4 separate regions of the Mus musculus genome follow, and all the other regions are linked to region 4. Evidence: chromatin contacts called from public HiChIP or PLAC-seq data. All regions are on one chromosome and are shown on one strand. Each heading gives the region's core, a stretch centred on a gene start, on an enhancer-like site or on the middle of the called end of the contact. The rest is flanking DNA. Distances are from core to core; before and after follow the strand shown. Region 1 has its middle 72 kb from the start of Arsj. Region 2 has its middle 60 kb from the start of Gm40146. Region 3 overlaps Arsj (arylsulfatase J). Region 4 overlaps Ank2 (ankyrin 2, brain).

Evidence for each region. HiChIP or PLAC-seq counts read pairs in DNA pulled down with a chosen protein or histone mark.
Region 1: a contact with region 4 is called in a FOXA1 HiChIP or PLAC-seq map of pancreatic cancer cells. The contact joins two enhancer-like sites. A contact is called at or near these places in 2 of 115 datasets of contacts at active chromatin or transcription factors (embryonic fibroblasts and pancreatic cancer cells).
Region 2: an H3K27ac HiChIP or PLAC-seq map of embryonic fibroblasts shows a contact between it and region 4, with 10 times the contacts expected there. The contact joins two enhancer-like sites. A contact is called at or near these places in 1 of 15 datasets of contacts at CTCF or cohesin (pro-B cells), 2 of 484 Hi-C or Micro-C datasets (embryonic fibroblasts and ventricular fibroblasts) and 1 of 115 datasets of contacts at active chromatin or transcription factors (embryonic fibroblasts).
Region 3: a contact with region 4 is called in an H3K27ac HiChIP or PLAC-seq map of the NIH/3T3 cell line, with 4 times the contacts expected there. The contact joins two enhancer-like sites. A contact is called at or near these places in 1 of 39 promoter capture datasets (hippocampal neurons), 1 of 15 datasets of contacts at CTCF or cohesin (the NIH/3T3 cell line), 2 of 484 Hi-C or Micro-C datasets (embryonic fibroblasts and olfactory sensory neurons), 4 of 115 datasets of contacts at active chromatin or transcription factors (the NIH/3T3 cell line, astrocytes, embryonic fibroblasts and 1 more) and 1 of 9 other capture datasets (adipose tissue).

What each region holds. Positions count from the first base shown.
Region 1 is chr3:126,290,799-126,293,833 of GRCm38.p6, forward strand. No RefSeq gene overlaps it. Among named protein-coding and RNA genes, the nearest start is that of Arsj, 72 kb to the right of the region's middle. Within about 2 kb of position 1,678, at least 47 of the 459 cell types and tissues checked have an H3K27ac peak or open chromatin away from gene starts, as enhancers often do. A contact at or near this core is called in embryonic fibroblasts and pancreatic cancer cells, where this site is marked.
Region 2 is chr3:126,044,853-126,047,748 of GRCm38.p6, forward strand. No RefSeq gene overlaps it. Among named protein-coding and RNA genes, the nearest start is that of Gm40146, 60 kb to the right of the region's middle. Within about 2 kb of position 1,334, at least 19 of the 459 cell types and tissues checked have an H3K27ac peak or open chromatin away from gene starts, as enhancers often do. A contact at or near this core is called in embryonic fibroblasts, where this site is marked.
Region 3 is chr3:126,383,702-126,386,470 of GRCm38.p6, forward strand. The region is part of intron 1 of Arsj (arylsulfatase J); the gene reads left to right. Among named protein-coding and RNA genes, the nearest start is that of Gm35408, 4.8 kb to the left of the region's middle. Within about 2 kb of position 1,465, at least 131 of the 459 cell types and tissues checked have an H3K27ac peak or open chromatin away from gene starts, as enhancers often do. A contact at or near this core is called in the NIH/3T3 cell line, astrocytes and embryonic fibroblasts, where this site is marked.
Region 4 is chr3:126,918,965-126,921,960 of GRCm38.p6, forward strand. Ank2 (ankyrin 2, brain) reads right to left here. Exons shown (of 48, transcript NM_001327938.1): 48 at 2,643-2,996. Among named protein-coding and RNA genes, the nearest start is that of Gm25501, 85 kb to the right of the region's middle. Within about 2 kb of position 1,492, at least 46 of the 459 cell types and tissues checked have an H3K27ac peak or open chromatin away from gene starts, as enhancers often do. A contact at or near this core is called in the NIH/3T3 cell line, astrocytes, embryonic fibroblasts and 1 more, where this site is marked.

The DNA of each region.
Region 1 (3,035 bases), core at 428-2,927, 630 kb before region 4:
CACACACACACAAACACACACAGCACCATCTTCCAAATTTTTCCTTAACGTTAGATACAGGAGTTGTTTTGTAGAAGAACCAACTGGAGCTGAGCACCTGACAGTATTGAACTCAGAGACCCATCTGCCTCTGCCTTCCAAGTGCTGGGATTAAAGGTGTGCACCACCACAGCATAGCTTAGTACTGGGATTTTACATATATATATATATATGTTTTATATAATTTTATACACATAAGTTATATGTAATTTTAGGTGAATAAAACTCGTATGGTTGCCAATGGCTTTTTTAGACATCTTTAGTATTGTCTGCCATTTTCCCTGCCTTCCCTTTAATATTGATCTCCTTTTGCTTTCTCCAATAAAAGCCCTCCTCCCCATTTTCCCCATTCACCCCTTCAAATCACATGCACCCTATTATTCCCCTCTCTAATGCACCTCCCACCTCCCCCCATGGTATAGTCTTACTTTCCTGAGTTCTGCAGTTACTTCAGTATCAATGCATGCATATCTGAAGATTTGAAGCTAAGAACCACAGGTAAGAGGAAACATGTAGTGCTGACCTTTCTGAATCTGGATTATCTCACTCAATTTATTATTTTCCAGTTACATCCATTTACCTACAAATTTCATTATTTCATTTCTCTTGACATATAAGTGGTATTTCATAGTCTATATGTACCACATTTTCATTTATTCAGTTAAATAAAATAACATTCAGGTTGTTTCATGAATATGATATGTTACTATTTCATTGGTCATTCCTAATAATTTGACTTGGATAATCCTTTTGATTCACCACATACACATCTAATGAGTGTTGCTCATCACTGGATAAAGTAATCTACACCAAAGCCCAAGGATCCTAGAAATAAATAGCAAATGTTATAAAATAATGTTCATTGAATTGTCTGTTATAGCAGCTATAACAAAGTACCGTGGACCAGGTAGATTAAGTAACAAAGTTTCATGTCTGAGTCGTGGAGTCCAGAAGTCCAAGATCAAACGGAGGTACTAGAGGTGCTATTTCTCCTAAGGCTTCTCCCAGGTTTAGAAAGGGATGCCCTGACATGATCTTCTTTAAACGCTTCCTCTGCATCTCTGATTGAAATAAGAACTTCTAGTCATAACCTAGGGCCTTATATTAACATTAGTCTAAGTTCCTTCTAAATGCCTTTCTCTTTGGCTGACAGGTGGTTGTCTTCACATGGTGCTTTTTCTGTTTGTGTTTGAGTCCTTTGTTTTGAAATAAACACAACAGCCATAGAGCATTATGATCTACTTTGTAACCCTATTTAAATTAGTTATCTATTTTAAAAGTGTATTTCCAATCATGCTTTAGGATTCTAAGGGTTGGGGCTTTAATGTATGAGTTTGGGAGGACATTCGATTTAATTTAGAAATTGAAGTATTTTATTTGACTATCTCTTTTAACCTTTCTTTTGGGCCTGAGGCAGTTAACAGGATAAACAAGTGATTAAAGACTCTGTATTGTTCTAGAAGGATCATTCTAGCATCTACACCCATCCTAGCCCAAGAGTTAAGATTAATCCTAATGTCTTCCAGGACTTTAGCTAAAGCCAAGGACAAATTTCTCACCATTCTTTTCAAACGGAATGACTCACATTTCTACAACCTGCCAACAGAAGACGTGTCAATAATGAGTCAACGTCTCTCTCAGGAAACTCCCCAGAGTAACCCATGTAGAGTGATTTTGGAGGGAACTGTACAGTCATCGGAGGACAGGATCCACTGAAGAAATTTCATTAAATGCGAATGGTCTCAGGCAACAACTTCAATGGTACAAAAAGCTGCATTTTCAGGAGGGAAACAAATGAAAACATGCATGGAAGAAGTTTGATGTCAGAGACACATGAGCTGACCCTGGAAAGGAACTGTTCATAATGTCCCACTTATCCCTGGGAAGACAGGTTAGCGGTGCTATGGCCTCATACTTGGCTAATATGCCTTGGGATTCTCAGTCCAGTTTAGTCCTGTGTTTTTGAAGAGATTGAGTTAGGGCAGTCACACTACAAAGACATCTTACTTTGTATTCAGCAAATGGGTAGCCACAGATTAATTTAGACAGAGCTGCAGAGATGGAGCCTCTGTATGTATCTGGGAGCAGACAGGAGATCAGGGCAATGGCTTACCTTTCCAATAAGCTTCTGAGTGAGCATGGTTAGGGGAGATAATCAACTTAGAGTCAAAAATCCAAGCCAAAGATAATAAACTCAGCACTGTGTTGAATTTAATCGGTGACAGCCTGGAAACAGGACACCACATTGTTTCACTTTCATGAGAAAAGTTCCTGAGTCCATAGTGAGTAGGGGAAAAAATTTTTCATTTCCTCTCCTGAACCATGAAGGTCCAGGGAATTCATTTCCATGTACCCAAGTTATCATTCTTTCTCTAGTGTCTAGTAGCTATGACTTTATCATCCTCAGCCTTTCCCTAGTCACATCATAAACTGTCATCTGTAAGAATCTGTTACAAGAGAGGTGAGAGGATCTTTTTGTTAAACTTACAAAGGTTAATTGTGTTCTGTCTCTGTTTTCTCCTTTGAGGTTTCTGCAGGGTGACTTGCTGGTGTAGTCAGTCAAGTGATCATCAAGGACCATACTACCCCACCCAGAGAACCTACATGCCTGAGCCACTAATCTGTTTGAATATACTAGACCCCCTTTTTGACCAAGTGGCATCTATGACATACATAAAGCAGCCAACATGTGGTTGAAATTAGAGGCAAGGAAGAGGCATCATATCCAAGAAAGGCCAGATTGAGATTCCAAAACTTTGAAGTCTGCTCTTTAGAATCTACTTCTTTGTCATAATTGTTCTCTAAACCATTCACTTCCCAACACTGCTGTAACAAATGCTCACCGAATCATTTAATATAGCAAGGTTCCTCATGTTGCTTATGGTGTGAATATGAAATCTCTTTTTAAGGTTCATGTGTTGAAGGCTTTGTCCCTAGGAGGTGGTGGTATTGAAAGGTGATTAGATCATGAAGGCATCACATGTCTTTAATGGGTT
Region 2 (2,896 bases), core at 84-2,583, 870 kb before region 4:
CCTTCTGTCTTAAACCCTTGGTTGTAATCAGATAAAGTGCTATTTGTAACACTAAACCATTCACTCATGAGATTCTCAGTTCGGAAGAAAACTGCAGTCTTAAAGCAGACTCTCATCTGATACATTTTAGGATATTTCAGCATGTAGTTCTTGTATGCTGTAATACATTAGTCTGGGAAAACAGTCTCTCCACAAATGGTTTTCTTCTTAGGACAGTCACTTAATGCCCTCTTCTGGTTATAGATCAAAGCAAAATCACTCTTATTGCAATGGTATTATCTGAAAACGTGAATGTACTATTTATTTTTTAATGATTTATTTCATAGTATGTTTCAACAATGTTTACTCTTTGCATATTTTAAAAGTTAATCTGCACTATTGATGCTAAAGGAATTCAAATGTTTAACCAAATTTTAATAAATATAGCTTAAAATATTTTTCAAGATTGGAGTCTATGTACTGGGAATTATTATTTTTGATAAAAATAAGCTAGCTCACAACTCTTTTCATACTTTTATAAAGAAAATCTTATATAGATATTCTAAACTATGGTGTTACTATAATTATTAATATCTAAGGTTCTGCCCACACATGTATATGGGAGTAGCTAAATCATCTGAATAGTCCATTAGTGGGTCAAATACATGATGGTATTTTAAATTTTTAACTTTATTTAATATGTATAGCCAGTTGTCCATACTTCAGTGGATGGCCCTAAACCTATGGTCACATAAGTAGCAATTAATGAACTAAATGGATTGTAAAAAGAGTGTATTAAGTTGGAAAAAGAACATGAAGAGGAAACAGGGAAGTTACAGGGGAATGATAGGGAGAGAATATGATCAAAAACACTGTTTACATATAGGAAACTCTCAAAGATTAAAAAAAAATAGAAACAACAATACTTCTAACTAATAAGAGATTTTAAAGCCTGTAGAATTAATAATTGATGTATATATGTAGGTAGCATCCGGATGCTACCTTGAACATACTGAACTGTATTGTTTGCAGTAAGATTATTATTTTTAGAGTAAACAATTTTAAGGTAAATTAATTTCAGATTGTCTTGGGCTAATAGTGGTGTACTCCTTTCAGAAAGGGAACCTGTGGAATAACTTCAAGACAACTCTGAGGATCCAGCCTCCCGAGTGGGCTGTCCAAAGTGGCTATTATCTAACGGATGCTAAGATCAGGGAAAGTGAAGCAATGTTCCTTTGGGAATTAAGTTCAGAAAAAAACAGACCTGCATTTTGTGCTTCCTCTCTTAGCCTTTCTGCCTCAGTCTGTTGCTCTGAGTAATGCCGTGTGCATACCAAACGCTTCATATGAGCAACCACCCGGGGAAAGCCAGATGCCATGGGGTTGATGCCTCTGGCTACAGGTCATTAAGGATCTGAAGCCCAGCCATAACACATCCACTGGCAAATGGAAGCTTACAGGTATTCAAAGAATCCAAGTGTAAACAATAGGATTTCTCCCATGTCCACCCACAAAAATCTATAGTATCTGTTCATAGATGAAATGCTCAGAATTACCAAATTGAAAAGAACTCAGGGGAGGCTCACACATAAGGAGAAATTTGGCAGCAGTCTAGAACTTGATTTGACCCCGAGAAAAACTGCAGCATAAAAACTAAACAAGGCATTTTTCGAACTAAGAAATTTACCAAAGTTTCTTGTCGACTTTGCCACTTGATGGAGCCATAATGCCAGATAACTTTAAAACCCACTTGATTTTCTCAGGAGCAGTCCTTGGGAGACATGTAGGCAAAAATACATTATCCTAGTCACTGTTTGTTCCATTGCCCACTGTCTTCCTCCTCTGAGCAATTGCTATAGCATGACGTGAGAAAATTTAAGATTGCCTTATGCTAATAGTACAGGATAGTTGCTTTATTTTTCTTTAGTTAGGGTGTGAGTGTTCAGGTGGGTGCTGATACAAATGAAATGTATGTTCGTGCCTGTAGGCAGAAGAAGTCTATCTTGGAGCTTTCAACAGTTGTTCTTATTATTTGAGACAGGATTTCTCGCTGGATCAGAAGCTAGCCTCTTGTGCTAGTCTGGCTGGCTAGCAAGGCCCAGCGAGTGACTTGTCTTGATGGATTACAGTATACACTGCCACACTGAGCTTGTCATGAGGATCCTGGGAATCTAAACTCAAATCTTCACCTTGCATGGTAAATCTATTCTAACAAATCAGAATTAGTAAAAACATTAAGGACAGAGATCATACCTTTAAGATGTGTATGCAAATATCATGAACAGAAGGGCCAGTTTTCTTAAAGAGTAAATCCTGGGCAGGATGTGTGGGTCAATCATAGGTTAGAGGAAGACTAAGCATTTCAAGGAAGAGTGAATGCATAAGGGAAAGAAGTGGTGGTTTTAGGCAACAGCCATAGCCTTATTCTTAGCAAGTCTGTTTAGTTTGTTTTGTAAATAAAGGGCATCAATCTATATAAAATCTTTGGCTCTCAACATTTCTAGAATCCAGAATTTCTCAGGATTTGTAAAGAAAAATCGCATCTGGTAGAATACAGCATCTTCCCAGAACATCTGAAGTAGTGCCAGATCAGTAAGTACCTTGAAGAATACATTCTACAATAATGGGACACTTTACATTTCCAGGTAGAGTATTAGGGACAAATGCAAGATAAGATGTGCCATGAAGTCAATGAGTGAAAAAAGGGAGTTTCAGGAATTAGGATGAGACAGAAGGAATGACAAGAAACTTCAGTAGCTTCAGGTGGTCTTGTTGTCCATGCACTATAGTTTTTGCTATTGTCTTAAAGTAGGGAAAGGAAAATGAGCTTCTATATTCTCATGTGATTAAATATTGGATAAGTGATGAAGAAGGGTGAAGTTGAGTGTTGTGGTTTCTTGAACCTGATAGTAGTTGA
Region 3 (2,769 bases), core at 215-2,714, 540 kb before region 4:
ACACATCAGTATCAGAAGCAGAGAACACCAGGCTCTTAAACATGTATTTTATTATGAAATGTCTTTGTTTTACTTGTTCAAAGTATCATTTAAATAGAGATATTAAAGATAAGATAGTTAAATAACAATCTTTTTTCATATTTATATTATATATAGCATTTTGTAATTAAACCGTTTTGAATTCATTTCATTCATGAAATGATACACTTTAGAACAGTTTCAAATTTGTCACACCAGCAAACACATGAATCATTAATGTTTCCTCTGGTAGCAGCAACACAAAGCCTTTGCAACTGCATGGTCTGGAGGGGAACCTTGGAGACACATGCTGGCAAAGGAGCTGGAGAAGGCTAAGCGAGGGCCAATTTTCCCTTCTAGGTAGAGGTGGCAAAAGCTTCATTGGCGATAATGGGCAAACTCTTCCAAGGGAAAAGGCTTGTTGATTATCTGTGACTATCCGTTACTCATGCTCACTCCTTCTCTCTCCTGTCTGGCAAGAATTAGGTGCCATGCACATGTATGAAAATAGCCTTGTCTGCCACTTTTATTTTACCATCGCCTCATCGTGGTTTCCTGGTTCCTTTATTTAAAAAGAAAAATTATTTGAGTACACCATTGCTCTCTTCAGACACACCAGAAGAGGGTATAAGATCCCATTATTGATGGCTGTGAGCCACCATGTGGTTGTTGGGAATTGAACTCAAGACCTCTGAAAGGGCAGGCTTAACCACCGAGCCACCCCTCCAACCTGGCTTCCTTGTTCCTTAAGTCCTATGAATGCACTGCTGAACATGAAAAGGGACCTGTTGAAGAAAACTAAAATAGTGAAAGAAAAATAGCAACAATGTTACAAACTGAGAACAAACCAACAGCTGCGCTAATGGGCTAGAATGCTATTTAATGGTGGGTCCCCAGAACCTTGGAATACAAGCAAGAGAAGCTAAAACTTTCACAGAGAAAGTTCTGCTTAGGGGATGGGGTGTCGTGACATTAACCCGATCCACGAGAACCACAATGTGAAGTGGAGAACAACTCTAAACAAGGCCATTTGGCTTCATGTGTTTATCTCATCTTTCAGAGAAAAAGAAAATTCCTGTGATAATACGCTGCCAAGTAAACACATTCTGATGGAATAGTTAATCCTGCGCGGGCTGTAGTTGCCAAATGGCCTAAAAATCCACAGTGAATTAGCATAAAGTAAGATACAGCAGCTGCTTGAAAGCCATTGTTTAAATGCCACACGTGGCCACTGTGATCTTTTTAAGGGAAGTAATAATGGGACTGAGATTGTCCTAATAGATCTTTTTAAGTTTAGAAAAGATAAAACAGGAAAACCGTCTCATACTGGTTCTCTCTTGCTCTGACAAAAAATTCTGTCTCCACTGAGACCAGGAAGTTATTCACAAGTTTACATACTTCCCTCAGGTTCAGATAGCTGAAGGTCTGCAACGGCCCTTATGCTCTGACTCAGATTTGGCTACATGATTCAGTGCTGAGAATATGAGTCACCACATCTGAGCCTGTGCATCTGAAACATTAAACAGAAGGTTTTTTAAAAAAGAAACGGCCTGTCTGTTTAGAGGCTGGACTGCTAACGAGTGAGTATGCTGAACAGAGCCTGAACAGAAATTAGTTCTCCCGCAGTCTACGACTGGATGATGTGGTTATGTGCCATCGAGCCACTCAGCACAATCCCCACAGCAACTGGTGGCATAACACTTAATTTCACAATGTTTGCCTGAAAAAGAAATGTTCTGCTCAGAGTTCCGATCATAATGAAATTTTTATTATGTTTTAAATTGCCAAACAGAAGATCATTAAACCAGCCAGCCACCGCACCACGCATACACTCTGTAAGCTTTGACTCTAGGTTTTTAAAAATGCTGGTGGGTTAGAAAAGGAGAAAGTGTGGTAACCAAGTGAGGGCTTTAGCCTAAAGCACAGGAAAGAGTGACTGCTATGGAACTAGCCAGGTCAAAGGCTCAAAAGGAAGGCGTTCTCAAGATGGACCCACAGATTAGTGAAATTAAGCAGTTAAATCAATCAGAAAAGTGAATTTGAACCACAGAAGTGAAGCCTGTTTGAAATATTACTTAACCTTGAAAATGTAAGCCATTGTCTGTCTTCTTCTCCAGTTCCCTGTATCAGTTCATATCTACAGAGAAAAGCAACCAATCTTTAATGTAGGAACTAGTTTGTATCAAGGTATGGAGTCTGAAGATATATATATATATATACATATATGTATATATGTGTGTATATATATATGTGTGTGTGTTTGTGTGTGTTTGTGTATATATATATATAAATAATTATCTTATGACTGTTTAAGGGAATTTATTATAACTACATATATTAATTTCCATACATGTAGATAAACATGAAGTCATATATGATCATTAGTCATAACACGGATGAGACTTTGTATTGCTGGAATGCACATAAGTTTTTGACTTAGGGTTTCATTGTTGTGAAGAGACACAATGACCAAATCAACTCTAGTTTTTGTCTTAGGGTTTCATTGTTGTGAAGAGACACGATGACCAAGTCAACTCTTATAAAGGACAACATTTAATTAGGGCTGGCTTATAAGTTTCAGAGGTTCAGTACATTATCATCATGGCAGAAAGCATGGCAGCCTGCAAGCAGCCATGATACAGGAGAAGGACATAAGAGTTCTACATCCTGATCCAAAGGCATCCAGAAGGAGGCTTTCTTCTACACTGGACAGAACTTGAGCACTAAGGAATCTCAAAGCCTGCCAACACA
Region 4 (2,996 bases), core at 242-2,741:
CACCCCAGGGAAAGGGGCGCAGGGCACACTTTAATCTGATAACTACAAGGACTATTGTGTGAATACCCACTCCCTGACAGCCTGCCCAGCAATTCCTCCCTGGGGCTCCTCTGCCAGGCATGTTGCTTAGAGTACAGCCCCTCAGGCAGGGACTTGGCAACTCTATCTAAATTCTGTAGTCAAGTTTCAGAGAGAAAAAAACATTAAAAAAAAATGAGTGTGGGTACAGCTTGAAAAAGGAATGGAAACAAGAGCTGTTATGCAGACCGATTGAGAAAGAACTCTTGGAGTCCCTCCCTGAACATCAGGCTGAGCGTGACAGTGGGGCAGTGATTCTGGCACGGGAAGTGGTTTGGCGTTCTAATCGAGAGCAATTGTATTAAGGTCTTTAACACTGGCTCTGAGCTTGCTCAATCCCAAGTGTGGACTGATAGCACGTGTGGATATGTATTAAAAAAGATTCTGCGGCACACTGGCTTCTGTGGTATCAGGTCATAGCTTGTAGCTTTTGTCTGCATCTGCAGGATGATGTCCATGTGGCAAGAACTGTTCTATCTTCCTGGTGAGGAAATTGTCTTCTAAAAACTAGCTTTCACAAAGGACAAAGGAGTTTGTGCTAACCCCGCTGAGTGGATTCCAACCCAGGTCTTACTCAAAACCACACATTTAACCATAAAACACCGCACATTTAACCTTCAAAACCACACATTTAACTATAAACAACACATTTAATTATTTTGTCATGTTGCCTCTAAAACTTTCAAGTAGTCTCTGAATTCAACATCCCACAGTGGCTGAATCTGTCACTCTATTGAATTAGTAGAAATATCACTGTTGATATATGGGTGTATGTACATGTGCACACACAGAACCACTATATCCTCAAGCACCTTTAGATTCTAAGTACACCTTAATATACTATTTGCTCCATTGTGTGGCACTAACAGAAAATGGCTGGGGCCTTTTAATATTTGAGAATGTCTGTGTATAAACAAGAATTTAATTTGTGTAAAAAACAAACAACGAACCTGGGAAATGGGTCTGTTTTTCTCTTAACTATTTAAAAGATGTTCTTAAATATCGTTTTTGCCCTGAGATGACGTTGTATTACCTATTTACTCATGTGGTACATTGCAAGACTGTCATTGGATTCTGGTGTGAGTAGATAGGACTCAGAAATAGCAGCTCACCCAAGGGAAAGAAAGTATTGTTTTTAAGTAGAGATGATGGATTCAGTTTTCACAAAGTTTTAATATGCTTTTTTAATGAAAGCAGGCAGATTATCTCGAGAGAATCTGCCACTCAAGAAAAATTAGCATTGATTTAGGTTTTCATTAAAAATTTGTTTAGTTTCTTTCCATCTGACCTATTCTCATGCCTGGCATTTGCCCATAACCAGGCTCTCCAAGCTGACATCAACTGAATGGCTCCCACGAGCAGTCTCATTTCCAATTGATGCTTAGCGTCTATGCATGTGTGTGAGTTTACACCTCTGTATGACTAATACAGACCATTTACAAGCTATCTATCATCTTCCCTTAGATTAGAGGCTCTCTCAGCCCCACTTCTAAATATATTTTTGTAAAAGGGCATATGAGTCACAAAAGCTTACTTTCAAAACTGGGTTTGCACGAAGCTAAGTATGAGAAGATACCATATTTTCATATTTTCTCTTGCTATTCAATGTTCTACATCCAGTGCCAGGCAAACCCAGAGTTGCAGTAAGTAGAAAACAGAGCCCAGTAAGCAAATGACAGGGACACATCTACTGCTACTTGGGGGTGGGAGGGCACAAACTTTAATATTCTGTTTTCTTTAGTGTTGTTATGGTGATCCCAGACCCAGAAGATCTTGTTAATGAACAAGAGACAATACAAATCTAGCTGGCCTATTGATGTTGCAGTAAGATTTAAATAAACTCACTCAGTTTTAAGCATTTCTTTTGCTTTCACTGTAGACATACAAGACAGACAGGGGACACACACATACACACACACACACACACACACACACACACACGGAGGGAGGGAGGGAGAGAGAGAGAGAGAGAGAGAGAGAGAGAGAGAGAGAGAGAGAGAGAGAATGATTGATAATGCGATTTTGTTGTTTTGCTTTTTAAAACCCAAACACTCCAAAGGATTACAATTTGAATATTCCTGCCTTGTCTTTGTATGAATATATTCCTTTAATTTCCTGTTCTCTGGCTGCAAAACAAAAAAGGAAATGCCAGGGTTTACTGCTGTCCCGAAAGTCTGTCTCATACTGCTGTCATTATACATAAATGGATCAAATTCCTGTGGCCTTGCCCTCTGTGTTACTGATCAGATTCCCCAGTTCCCTTCCCTCAACATCCTTAAAAGCTCCTACTTTTCATTTACTAGATAGCCTCAAAATTTAAAAAAATTCATTAAAAAATGTCTTGTTTTGCCCAGTTGAGTAACAGTAAGAATAAAAGTTCCTCAGGGCTGTGGTGAGCTAGTCCACATGCTACCGTTTGGCCTCTCAGAATATTATTAAATAAAATCACAAAGGAAAAACAAAGGTAATTCATGTGTTTCTGTTGGCTTCATGTTGACCTCATTTAACAACCTCTGATTCTCCTAAAATAGACTGGTCATAAAGAAGGACAAAACCACCACTGCAACACTTAACACTTATACATTTTATTTAGTTAAATCAGCCATTGTACAACATTGCAGCTATGTATTGTTAGTGTTGTATTGTTTTCCAATAACTAATACATGCCCTCATAGATATATTCAATTAGTGTTATCACCATGGGAACAAGATGCTGATTCATCAACTGAAAATTCACTTCTCACAGTATTCAAGTTTTTGATAACACAGCAAAAAAAAAAAAAATTAAAATTGAAGGAAAAAAAAGTGAAGAACCATTAAGTTGCCACAAGGACATCATCTGCACTGCAAATAACACAACAGAAAGGCTTTTCATGAGCTCCAGGGCAAAGATCTGATAAGATGGCCACCTCATATCT